2 separate regions of the Mus musculus genome follow, and region 2 is linked to region 1. A link is a contact called in public HiChIP or PLAC-seq data. All regions are on one chromosome and are shown on one strand. Each heading gives the region's core, a stretch centred on a gene start, on an enhancer-like site or on the middle of the called end of the contact. The rest is flanking DNA. Distances are from core to core; before and after follow the strand shown.

The links. HiChIP or PLAC-seq counts read pairs in DNA pulled down with a chosen protein or histone mark.
Region 2: a FOXA1 HiChIP or PLAC-seq map of pancreatic cancer cells shows a contact between it and region 1. The contact joins two enhancer-like sites. A contact is called at or near these places in 1 of 115 datasets of contacts at active chromatin or transcription factors (pancreatic cancer cells) and 1 of 9 other capture datasets (adipose tissue).

What each region holds. Positions count from the first base shown.
Region 1 is chr6:113,667,420-113,669,977 of GRCm38.p6, forward strand. The region is part of intron 3 of Irak2 (interleukin-1 receptor-associated kinase 2); the gene reads left to right. Among named protein-coding and RNA genes, the nearest start is that of Tatdn2, 28 kb to the right of the region's middle. Within about 2 kb of position 1,287, at least 232 of the 459 cell types and tissues checked have an H3K27ac peak or open chromatin away from gene starts, as enhancers often do. A contact at or near this core is called in adipose tissue and pancreatic cancer cells, where this site is marked.
Region 2 is chr6:114,658,815-114,661,372 of GRCm38.p6, forward strand. All of the region lies in intron 1 of Atg7 (autophagy related 7), which reads left to right. Among named protein-coding and RNA genes, the nearest start is that of Atg7, 17 kb to the left of the region's middle. Within about 2 kb of position 1,282, at least 144 of the 459 cell types and tissues checked have an H3K27ac peak or open chromatin away from gene starts, as enhancers often do. A contact at or near this core is called in adipose tissue and pancreatic cancer cells, where this site is marked.

The DNA.
Region 1 (2,558 bases), core at 37-2,536:
AGAATCAGGCACCTTAGCTGGGTGGATGGTGTGTGTGTGTGTGTGTGTGTGTGTGTGTGTGTGTGTGTGTGTGTGTATGTGTGTGAATGAAAATTCCAGGCCAACATGGTTTCTTTAGGCATGTGCCTCTGCAGATACCAGAGCTGGTAACCATATGGATCTGTGTGAGGGGACAGGGAAATCCAGTTAAAAACAACTCCATAGCCAGTAGAAAGGTGTGCAAAACAACTGCCGATGGAAGCCACAGCTGGGCTGGAGAATGTTTCACTTCCCTCAGCTGTTCCTTACTTTCCTGCTACATAGTAATAAAAGACCACGCCATCCCTTCCCATAGTGAGAAGCAGGCTTTACAGACTCAGAGGCAGATAGATGTTAACACCTCACAGCCCATTGTCCTATTCTGATCTCCCCCGCAGGCCCAGGATCTCCAGGCATTCCAGAGCAACAGGTCCGTGGCCTTTACCGGATGCCTGGCTCCATATGATGTTTCTTTAGTCATTACAGGGGATGCGTGTGAATGGTCGCTCAGGTCTGAGTGCTTGGAAGACTGGAGTAGCTCATTTCTGGGCAGGCAACACCACCGGGCAATCAGGTCAGGGCTGGCTGTCCTGTCCTCACAGATTCTAGCTGGGTGGTGGGGGATAATGCCTTTAATCCCAGCACTTGGAGGCAGAGGAAGATAGGTCTCCAAGTTTGAAAAAAGAAAGAAAAGAAAAGAGAAGAAAAAGGAAGAAAAGAAGAGAAGAGAAGAAAAAGGAAGAAAAGAAGAGAAGAGAAGGAAAAAAGGAAAGAAAGAAAGAAAGAAAGAAAGAAAGAAAGAAAGAAAGAAAGAAAGAAAGAAAGAAAAAGTATGGCTTCTATAGCTCTTAAGGGGCCAGGGGAGAATCTAGTGTGGTCTAAGTCGGACCTGGAGTCAGACTGTGAACACAAGGACCTTGTGCTCTCTACAGTTTCTATATCCAGTTCCAAGCCAGGGTTGCATAATGAGACCCCATCTCAAAAAAAAAAAAAAAAGAAAAAAAAGAAAAAAGAAAAAAAAAAGGAGGAAAAGTGTGTGTGGAGGGGGCTGGCAGTTAATGCTAAGTCAAGGACTATTTCCTGTAACTAAAGATATCGAAGAAGGAAGGGGAAAAATGTGCTGACCTATGAACCCCAATTCCTGATAGGTCCTCAGACCCGGGCCAAACTGCTGTTCCTTTGCCAAAGGGAGAAAGATAATGAGAGGGGAGGTGGGGGAGGAGCGGGCGGGTGCCAGGGCCTCTCTGTACTTTCACCATTAGCCTTTGTGTGGCCCACATTCCTGAGTGGCCCTGGGGAGCAGGTGTGCCGGGGCCACTGGGCCTGTCCCTGCAGTCCCTCCCACAGAAGCGGAAGTTCTATTTCTGAGTTGAAACAGGAGGAGTTATTCTTTCCATTGATTACTGAGGCCACTCAGCCCTGGGAAAGCCCCAGATTTCAGGCTTGTGGTCTGTCCGGGGAAGTTGCTGTTTGAGGGCGTTTTTTATTTTAGAGGAAAAGTTTGGGCGCTTGGAGCGTTGTATTTTGAGGACTTTTATGTTGAGATGAATGGGTCCTGCGGTGTGTCCCCGACCTTCCATGAACCCGTGCAGCGCTCAGCAGACAGGAAGTTACACACTAGGCCCTCTGTGATCCACTGTGGCAACAGTGTATACAGTGTATGTAGTGTTTGCAGTACAGTGTGTGTGTGTGTGTGTGTGTGTATGGTGTATTGTGTGTGTGGTATGGTATGAAGTGTGTGTGTGTGTGTGATGCATGGAGTTTGGTGTGTTTATGGGTGTGTGTGGTGTATATTGTGTGTGTGGTATATGTTGTAGTATGTGTAGTTTCTTATTAAGAATCTGCAGTGTCCACACAGACAACGAAAGCAGTGCATTGAAGGCTCTGTGCTGCTGTCCAGGCTGCAAGGGTGGTCCATGGTTACTTCATCGGCTGGGCTGCTCTGCCTTGCCCGGCCATCCGGGGAAACCTTAGACAGTTCTTTGAAAACATTTAAAAAATGGAAAATCTTGGCCAGGTGGTGGTGGTGGTGCAAGCCTTTAATCCCAGCTCTCATGAGGCAAAGGCACCTTGGTCTACAGAGAGCTCCAGGGTAGCCAGAGCTACACAGAGAAACCCTGTCTCAAAAAACAAAAACAAGAACAAACAGACCAACCCACTCGAGTAGACGGTTCATGCTTCCATCAGCCGGCTTCAGTGATGATCAGACTTCTGGTGACCCAGCGGCCATTGAGGAACTGGTTCCAGAACTCCTTCCTGCAGGGTACCAGAGTCTATGGATACTTGAGTCCCTTCTGCAAAGTAGCATGATAGGTGCTTGATTCAGCCCTGGCTACTGGTACCCACAGGATGGAGGTGCCTGGGTATTTACCAAGTGAGTGCTGAGCCTCCCCTCCCCCTCCGTGCCCTTGATTTCCCCAGTCCTTCAGGCCACCCCAGGTAGAACAGCATCTGCTGTGGAACCACACTGGAGGTTTCTCTGTGTCCTCTGCCAGGCAGTGGCACAGGGGCAGCACAGGGGCATCCCCCATCATGTGACC
Region 2 (2,558 bases), core at 32-2,531, 990 kb after region 1:
TTTACATTATGATTCATAACAGTAGCAAAATTACAGCTATGAAGAATCAACAAAATTAATTTTATGGTTGGGGGTCATCACTACATGAGGAACTGTATTAAAGTGTCACAGCATTAGGAAGGTTGAGACGCGCTGCTCTAGAGGATCAGAACTGATAGGATGAATCTATCGTATATGTACAATTGACAGTGGGTTAGACTATGGGCCAGCTAGTCCAACAATGGCTGTCTACCAATGGAAAGTCTAAGAATTCAATAGTTCAGTCCATGATGTTTCAATTGTATATATTTCTTCAGTATTCTCTGGAATCCCAAAGAAGTAGGCTGTAAGGCCAGTGAAGAGTAGACTGGCCAGTGAGAGCCAGGGCAAGCAGGCAGAGAGCAAGGGCTTCCTCCTTCCATGTCCACTATATAGGCAGCCACCGAAGGTGTGGCCTAGATTTAGGGTGGATCTTCCTATTTTAATGATTTAATTAAGAGAAATCAGTCACAGGTGTACCTACCCAGCTGCTTGGGTTTTAGTTAATTCAAGTTGACAACCAAGAACAGCCCCAACAGTTTCCATCTTTAAAAATATGTACACAATTCTCCTCATATCTGACACAATTGCCAAAGCCTTTTTTTCTTCTCCTATCAGTGGAGCACAGGGCCAGGAGGTGCTGACGTAATCAGCAGGGATAGCTCTGACAGTGCTGGGTAACTCCTGCCCTGCCAAACCATCCTCAAGCCTGTCCATACAGACAGTCAGTTTGGACAGAAAGAAACCTGCTCTCAATTTCCTTATTTCTGTATTGCTGTTACAGATACATAATACCAAGTTAGAAAGATTCAGAGATGATACAGTGTCTCTGTTAGTAGCTGACCCCTGACCCCTGGCCTTCCACTTCTTACTCTCCAGCCTCCTGCCCCCTGCTTTCTGCTCACCACCCCTGCCACCTACCCCCACCCTCAACTTCCTCCTTATCCTTCTGCATCCTGCTTACAGTTCTCCTCCTGCCCAGGCCCCCACCTCTAGTCCCTGGCCCCTGCTTCCTACTCCCTGTCCCTTTTCCCTTGACTCCCGATCCCCCACCTCTTGTCCTCCACTTACTGCCTCCTTTTCCTGTCTCCTACCTCCTACCCCCTGTGCCTTAGCCTTCCCCGCCCCGCTCCTTATTCCCATCTCACCTCCCCAGTTTCTTTCTCTTGGTAAGTTAGGTCATAAGCTTTGGATAAGTGTCATGCTGTGACATCTGTGCTCCCACATGTAAGTCACTGGGTGTGGCTCTGTTGATAGATTAGCACCAGGACTCTGTGGCAGATGAAGCCCTGGGAGGTTGTTGCCCAACCATGCTGTCATTTCCTTTCATCTTAGCTGTGGTTTGGCTGCTGGGATTCTTTTCTGTTACATGCCAAGCCCTCATCAAAGCCTGTCTTCTTTCACTAGAAGCAACACAGTCCCATCGGGAGACTTGGGTTTGACCCACACTCAGCATCAGGCCCTTGTCTGATCACAGTGCCCAGGTATAGGTGTGTTCAGCTTCTAAGATGACAAGAGGCTGAGGTCTCTCCTGCTCTACTCAGAGCTGCAGAGCCTAGCTCTTCAGGAGGAATGAGAGCCAGGGAGAGGCAAGACTGACTCCACCCCTGGGTGCACTTGTTCCTCCTCTAGGTCCCCTGCTCTTCCCATCCATCTTATGCATGGTTAGATTTCATGCTGTTAGATTCCTCAGAAGTCTAGCCTGTCCTAGATGCTTATAGCAAATTCCTTTGTTGGGTTACTGTGGGTGTTCCACCCTCCTGTCACAAAGTGAAACCCGGCCACACCCTCTGTGAAGTCAATAGGATCTTCTATTCTGACCAGATTTTCTCAAAGCCGCATAAGCCATAAAAAGTTTGAACCACGTGCTTTTTATGCTCTTTTAGCATGCCTCTTATTGCCTTTGGGGTTTGTTTGTTTTCCCTAGTACTTCCCTAGCTTTACAGAGGTGTAAACGACATTCTAAGTGGTCACTCATGGTGACCTTCCCAGCCCTTAAAGCTATAGAGGCTTTTTTGTTTGTTTTTAAATTTGTGGGATCCACCTCAGCAGGTCACCAGAGAACAGTCAGGGGAAAGTGAGTTGGGCCTGATCTTGGGGAGGGAGCTATGGACATCTGATTCTGCAGGCCTGAGTGCAGGCCTTTGCACTGCTGTGGCTCCTCGGCCTGTCTCCCCTTACATTAAGTGTTTAGCTTATATTGGAAGGAGATCAGTAGCAAATGAGTATCCAAACACAGGTTGTTGGTTAGCTTAAGAGAGGAAAGAATAAAGATTCTGAAAAGGTCTTTTCACACAGATCCTACTGTAGATGGTATGGCAGTTGTCATTGGATGGCTGCATACAATGTATAGCGTATGCTTGATGTGTATAGAAAGATGCTTAATGCTTGGAAGAATGAGCATCAAGGGAGAACACTTCCCATTGGCCAATTATGAGGTTTTGTAAAGGGATCTGGGAAGATCACTTAGCAAAGGGCATGAAGACCAGAGTTTGCACTCCAGAACCCATGTGAAAATACTGGACACCACCCAGCAAGGT